Regions from separate parts of the Mus musculus genome. Here region 1 is linked to region 2. Evidence: chromatin contacts called from public HiChIP or PLAC-seq data. All regions are on one chromosome and are shown on one strand. Each heading gives the region's core, a stretch centred on a gene start, on an enhancer-like site or on the middle of the called end of the contact. The rest is flanking DNA. Distances are from core to core; before and after follow the strand shown.

Region 1 (3,535 bases), core at 91-2,590, 470 kb after region 2:
CTCCTGCCACCAGTAGACCAGACCTTGTAGAAACTCATTAGGAAATACAAGCTGCCAATTTCCAGGGAGGGATTCTCTTAAACTCTGGGGACACACCCTGGGCACAGAGGAAATGCTCCCTGAAAGTGGCTCCCCTGGGGGAGGTATTGCTCTCCTCCCAGTCCAGCCAGGTGCCCACGTGACTTGGCTGGCAGGGTCTTCACTTTCGTCTGTGCTTAAAGCTGTAAAGGGCCATTGTCAAGTTTGCTTTGCTTCTCGGTTCACGCTCCTTAGAGGATGGTGAATTAAAGATAGCATTCCTGGACCGAACCTTTCATACATTTAAGAAAACCTGTTGCGGCTCCCTGGGGAGAGCCTTGAGGGAGAGATGAAAGGACTTCCCAGCCTGCTCTGGAGCACGGGCTATTCTTCTTTTAGGTAATTAAGGAGACTGTTAAAGATGAGGCATGAGTCCATTTACCTTTCACGTGGGGGTGCTGGTCCTATGACCCATGGACTCTGACCACATCCACAGGCTACAGTGACTCCATTTTCATAGTTTTCCTTTCTAGTTGGCTGGTACCTACTACAGGAGTTTGGAGAATTCCCTATCAGGTCCTATAGGAGCTTGCTTCTGTGATTGTTGTTTGATGCCATTTGCTGGGCCAAGACAGCCAGGCAAGTTTCATTACCTGTAAGAACAGATGTGAGAAAGCTCATTGTCTCTGTAGTTCTTTGTGGCAGTGGCTGTAACTTATGGACACCTCTGGCCTTCCATGAGTTAGAATCAGGGTTCCCTCAATTTTCAGAACATCAGAATCACTTGAGTTTTTCCTTGTGTGCCCGAGTATGTGTGTGTGTGTGTGTGTGTTTGCATGCGAACACGCACGCATGTGTGAGCGAATTAGGCATGGAAGTGGAGGTTAATGGATAACTTGGAGTTAATTTTCTCCTTCCACTGTTTGGTTTCTGGGGATCAAATTTAGATCATCTGGTTTACCTGCTGGTTCATTTTGCCTGCCTTGGGGGATATTTTATTTTTTATTACTTTTATTTATTTATGTGTGTGTGTGTGTGTGTGTGTGTGTGTGTGTGTGTGTGTGCCCATGGAGACAGGAAGAGGGCATCAGATCCTCTGGAACGGTTGTGAGCTATCTGACTTGGATACTGGGAACTGAACTGAGGTCCTCTGCAAGAGTAGCTAACCATCTTAACTACTGAGTCTTATCTGCAGGCCCTGGAGAGCTTTTTATAGCAATTCAATGCTCTGGTTCCTGATGGAGGAATCAGGCATGTTCTCTGGGTGAGCCTGAACGTTGTAAAGCACTCACCGGGATAGCTAAGAGCTGAGTCATTAGCACTCCAAGTGACTAAGCTAAGAGACTCCTCCTAGCACTTTTCATAATTGTCTTAGACTTCAGGGAGCGAGACGGGACAGACTCATTTTATAAGTGATGCAGCTGAAATTAAGAGAAGTTTAAGACCTCGACCAAAGCTATCGAGTTAGTCAGGAGTGGAAGGTAGCTTTGAATCTGATGTTGCTGCCTATCTTGAAGAAACCGAGATTCGGCTAATACTTGATGGTTAAGGACCTGGAGGGGTAGAGTGGGAATTGGTGTTTCTGTGGTACCTGAATTTGGCAGATAAGTAGTAACTTTCTGACTGAGCAGAAGGCAGGCATTGACAAATGCTTGGGGCTCCAAGCAAGAAGATGCCGGTCAACCAAGAGAATGTCTTTACGTCTGCGCACTGCCTAACTCTCTGCTACCTCAACTCTGAGGCCCAGGCCTAGGCCTGGGAGAAGCCTGCATTTCTCCTACACTCTGTAGTTGCTGTTATGGCACCTTGCTTGTGAGACTTTCGTTAGTGGCCCCCATACTTTGCCACCCAGCTGTCCAGGTTGCACCGTGTTCCATTAAGTCAGACTGTTTGGAGAAAGGCCTCCAGGCATCAGTGGCATTTATGGGGTTCCCCAGTTCTTCTATGGCTGCTTTTAGAGAGTGGGGTAGGCCTGGCTGTTTGAATTTTCACCATGGCTGACTGCTCCACCATAAACAAGGGGGCCAGACTGAAGGTGGGCTCCAAAAGCATTGCCTGCTTTCTGCATTTGCTGATGTTTGTTGATGGCCTGTGGTGGGCAGGGACTGGTCTGGGAGGATGGGGCTCGGGATCCAGTAGGTGCTGCCTGGATGATGATCTGAACTTGCAGGTGAGGGCATGGGAAAGGAAGAAAGGCAAGAGGTGATTGCAGAAGTGCCGTAGGAAGGAGATATAAGGACCTTGGAATTACAGGTAATTTGGTCAGGACCCAAACTGAAATTTCTCTTCTCTATGATGAAAGGGCTTGCTGGGTGTCGAGCTGGCAGAGGGTCCATTAACTTGTAGCCAGGCCTTTCAGAAGCCCTGTCATTTACATATGAGCACCCGCCTAGCTCAGCTGTTCATTTCTGCACTTAAGAATTTATCTAGGGAATATCTGCCTTGTGAATTTGGGGGTTCGAGTAAGTGCTCGAGGGGAGAACCCAGGCACTTTGCTCCTGTGTAACCCTGGTCTTCAGCTTACCTCATGCATGACTGTCTGACTAATCTGTGGCAAGGAGAACATGCGGAAGCCCCATGCGTGCTTAGGTGTCTCTCTCTCTCTGGTTCCCATGTTTTGCTGAAACTTGGAGGCAAAAACCAGTTCTCTCTGCATGTGAGAACAGGTGTGTGCACCAGAGGGATGGACTTAGAGGAGCCTGGCCTGTCAGTAGCAGCTTGGTAGATAAGGCATGACCGGTTTCTGGATGGGCCTGAAGGTGGTGAAACTCCTTACTGCATATTCCCCTCCCAACACTCTATGACCCCCTAGCTGTAAAACCCCACCCTTGGGTATAGCATGGGTCTCAGGTCTAGGGTGCCTCCCTAAGAGGGTCCTTCACCGATAATTACGTTATGAATGTTTCTTTGGCTGAGACCAGATTTAGACTGTCTGGTGGTAATTTTGCAAGGTTTCATATCAAAGCCAAAGGTGCTTCTAGAATGGAAGTCTAGATTTGGTCTTGGGCTCCTTTTAAGTGTTGATGGTGCATGTATCAGAGTCTAGAAAGGCCAGCCCCAGGCACCAGCTCTGAAGTGAGCAGTGTTGCCGTCCCCTGAGCCCTCAGGAGCACGTCCTCGGGAGCGTTTGGAGTCCCCGGACAGTAGCAATCTCCAGGGTTATTTTCTTCTGCTTTTCTCCTCAATCTCACTGTGCGGCTCCTTCCCCTCTTCTGTCTCGCAGGATTCCGCGAGCAATAATTAGCTAATGTTTGCAGAGCACTTTGAAATCCTCAGATGAAAGGCATCAGAGAAGCGCAAAGTATTATTATTTATTATTAGCCTGAACCAGAACGGGGAGAGCACCAGGCCGGGCGCTATTTCCGGGCTTTGCTGGTCTTTTCTGCGTGATGAGCTTTCTTTATTAGAAATCCAAAGTGAAGAAAGTGAGAGAGATTGGGACCAGTGGGGTACCACATGCTTGTGACTGAACATGGTGTCACAGGGTGGTGCCGGGCTGTGTTTGGACAGGGGTTTA
Region 2 (3,390 bases), core at 257-2,756:
TCAAACTCAAAAAGGTAGCCAATACTGTCAAGGTTCTAAGGAGAAAGAACCTGTCTCTGCTGTCATGGGCGGAAACTTGCAGAGGCATGTGGGAGTCACTGTGGGGGTTCTTAAACCACTAAAGGTAGACACGCCGGATGGCGCAGAGACGCCACCGCTGCATAGGCCCCCGGACTTATGTGCTGCCACAGGGATACTTACACATCCATGTTTACTGCTACACTGTGCACAGAGGCTAAGCCATGGAAGCAGCCTAATGCCTACCCACTTACAGATGGATAGAAAGACGGAATCATGACATTTGCAGGGAAGTGGATGGAACTGGGAACCGTTATGCTAAGTGGAAATAGGCCAGACCCAGAAACACAAAGATTTCTTGGTTTCTTTTCCTCGTAGCGCCTAGATTTGAGAGAAAAGGCGTGTGGGGAGAGGGGGATGCAACAGACGAGGGAGGTGACTATGAACAGTGTTGTGTTCCTAAGGGCATGGGAAAGAAAGAGGGGTAATTGAGCACATGGGACATGAGAGGAGACAGAGTAATGGGGGAGTCGGCCAGCAGGAGGGAGACAGGGCTCGGACAGGCAAGAACAAAGTGTGCACGAGTGCGCCACATTACAACCCTGTTTGTATGCTCACTTAAGAACGGAGACACAGAAGCAGGAGACAGTGCTGACAGCAGAGAAGTACTTTTAAATGCTTGGCAAGTGACGAGCTGCATCAGTTACATGATCACTCTTTGAAAAGGGCTAATTAAAAGTATCTTATTTTCTCATGAGTACCTATCTTAACTACAACTGTTTTTTTTTTTTTTTGACCATCTGTATTCTACTGTAGTTATTCAGTCTCATGATAAGCTTGTATTGGTCATGAACTAATGTGTTGGAATGCTCTCAGAAGCAAATGCATTGCTGTGTTTTTCCTTGGAAGTTAATGGCATAGTTAGTCTGGGCCAATTTGTTCTTGTTCCTGGCTTTCCTTCTTTTATGTATACATTAGCTCTCAGGCTGGAGAGATGGCTCAGGGGTTAAGAGCATTGGTTGTTCTTCCAGAGGTCCTGAGTTCAATTCCTAGCAACCAAATAGTGGCTCACAACCATCTATAATGAGGTCTGATGCCTTCCCTCTTCTGGCATGCAGGTGTACATGCAGATAGAGCAGTCATATCCATAATATAAATAAATCTTAAAAAAAAAAAACCGAAAACAGATTAGCTCTCTACTACCTCCTAGAGAGCTTGCTCTATTTCGTTGTAACCCTGAGTTACTGTTAATCTAGGGATGTATGTTCTAAGTACATTAGGGATCACTCAGGTCATTTTCATTGGTTGAAACAGTTTATTCTTAGAGGTGAGAAAAACAAGGCAGAATATCATTAAGACCTCTGTTCAAGCCCCATGGCTGGTGAGTTGTGGTGCCTATAATGTGAACAGAGCCTCCCCACAGAGCCTGGGCTCTGAATCATCATTGCATGTCTCTGTTGGCATCTTAAACGCTCATGTGCTATATCCAAAGCGTTACAGGATGACAGATGGCTAAAGCATGCCCTATCGTGATTTCGGTGAGCAGGGTGTGGCTAGCATATTGCTGTATCCATTTATCTCCTCATCAGTGAGTGTGGTTGAGTGTGTAAGGGTTAGGCTGCTCACATGTTGTTTGTGTGTGATTTTCCTAACTAGGAAAGACTTTCTCAGAGAGATTCCCTCACATGTCCAAGTCACAGGAAACAGTCTCCTGTCATTCTGGACTCATGGTCAGAAAACTGGATCAGGTTGGACTGAACACTGGGTTGCTTCCAGGATACTAAGAACAAATGAATGAAGGGGTTTGAATAATGCACATGTTTCCCAAAACAAACTCTTGCTGAAGCACACAGCTTGGCAGCCCTGTCGTTCTCTCGCTGCTTCCCAAGCCAGCCAGGAAGTGAGCATTAAAGCAGTCCCAATGTCACTGGCAGGGAGTGAGCATTAAAGCAGTCTCAATGTCCCAATGTCACTGGTAGGGAGCAGCTGGCACTGTGGCTCTGCTTCCTCAGCTGTGCACTGAGGAGTTAGAATCCAGTCCTTTTAGCTATACATTTGGGCAAATAAAGAATGCTAATGGGGTTCACATTTTTCTCTTTCCACTTTAGCTTGAACAGATGGATTTGGAAGTTCGAGAAATTCCACCCCAAAGTCGAGGAATGTATAGCAACAGGATGAGAAGCTACAAGCAAGAAATGGGGAAACTGGAAACGGATTTTGTGAGTTCAGTTCTGCCCTCTCTCATCCCTAGAGTGTTTAGCGTGCTTTTGCTTCATTTCTTTGCTGTTTCCTCCCCGTGCCTTGGTCAGCATTAAATGAGCAGTCTTGGGCTCCTGCAGAAGATGAGCAGCAGATCTTTGTAGGACTTGGAGGTCTCAGCAGTTGGAGGTAGCAATGATGGGGTTTGGGGGACACGGCTCTTGCTAGTACCAAGTCACTCAGTCCTTTTTCTACATGGTACTTGCTAGTACTTAGCATTGGTTAGAATTTCAAAACCTAGTTTTCCAGTCCTTTATAGTTCCTGGGCCTGAGAGGATGTCTCAGTAGGTCAGATGCCATACAAGCATGAAGACCGAACTTTGGAATTCCCACAGTCATGCAAACAACTGGGCAAGGTTGTGCATGTCTCTCGTCCTGGCAATCTGTGTGTGTGTGAGTGAGTGTGTGTGTGTGTGAGTGTGTGTGAGTGTGTGTGTGTGTGTGTGTGAGTGTGAGTGTGTGTGTGTGTGTGTGTGTGTGTGAGTGTGAGCGAGTGGAGGGGGATCAGGGAATGGAGAGGGAAGATCCTTACAGCTGGCCAGCCATCCTAGCCAATGCTGAACAGCAGGTTCAGTGAGAGATGCTATCCACTTTACAGAAAATTTACTAAAAGAACTATAAAAGCATCATGTTAGAATGACTAATAATGACAGTGGAAAAGACAGCTGAGCAAATCCTACTTCTGAGCCAGGTGGTGGTAGAGCACACATTTAATCCCAGCACTAGGAAAGGCGAGGCAGGTGGATCTCTGAGTTCCAGGCCAGCCTGGTCTATAGAGTGAGTTCTGCCATGGCTACACAGAGAAACTTGGTCTTGAAAACCAAAATCAAAATCAAAACCAAAACAAAAAATGCTGAACATGCCAAAACCCAAACCAAAGGGAGAAAGTCCTTCTGGTTATCATATATAAGATGGACTCAGAGTCTCGAAGTGGTTCAGTTTCATAGCATTGCACAGCAGCAGCTAACACGCCTGCTGCTGGGTGGATAGACCCACTAACATCTGCATAGGACAGGACATTCAGCCTTCTGAATATGATACGACACAGTGGAACCTTGAGGACATTAGGCAAAGGAAATCAGTCCCCAAAGGCAGGTGAGGTGTGTTCACTTG

The links. HiChIP or PLAC-seq counts read pairs in DNA pulled down with a chosen protein or histone mark.
Region 1: a CTCF HiChIP or PLAC-seq map of the NIH/3T3 cell line shows a contact between it and region 2, with 5 read pairs. The contact joins two enhancer-like sites. A contact is called at or near these places in 2 of 15 datasets of contacts at CTCF or cohesin (the NIH/3T3 cell line and large pre-B cells), 1 of 484 Hi-C or Micro-C datasets (embryonic fibroblasts), 2 of 115 datasets of contacts at active chromatin or transcription factors (bone marrow-derived macrophages and large pre-B cells) and 1 of 9 other capture datasets (embryonic stem cells).

Annotation. Positions count from the first base shown.
Region 1 is chr19:55,794,246-55,797,780 of GRCm38.p6, forward strand. The region is part of intron 4 of Tcf7l2 (transcription factor 7 like 2, T cell specific, HMG box); the gene reads left to right. Among named protein-coding and RNA genes, the nearest start is that of Gm31734, 53 kb to the left of the region's middle. Within about 2 kb of position 1,341, at least 46 of the 459 cell types and tissues checked have an H3K27ac peak or open chromatin away from gene starts, as enhancers often do. A contact at or near this core is called in the NIH/3T3 cell line, where this site is marked.
Region 2 is chr19:55,326,220-55,329,609 of GRCm38.p6, forward strand. It overlaps Vti1a (vesicle transport through interaction with t-SNAREs 1A), which reads left to right. Exons shown (of 8, transcript NM_016862.4): 3 at 2,127-2,237. Among named protein-coding and RNA genes, the nearest start is that of Vti1a, 12 kb to the left of the region's middle. Within about 2 kb of position 1,507, at least 20 of the 459 cell types and tissues checked have an H3K27ac peak or open chromatin away from gene starts, as enhancers often do. A contact at or near this core is called in the NIH/3T3 cell line, where this site is marked.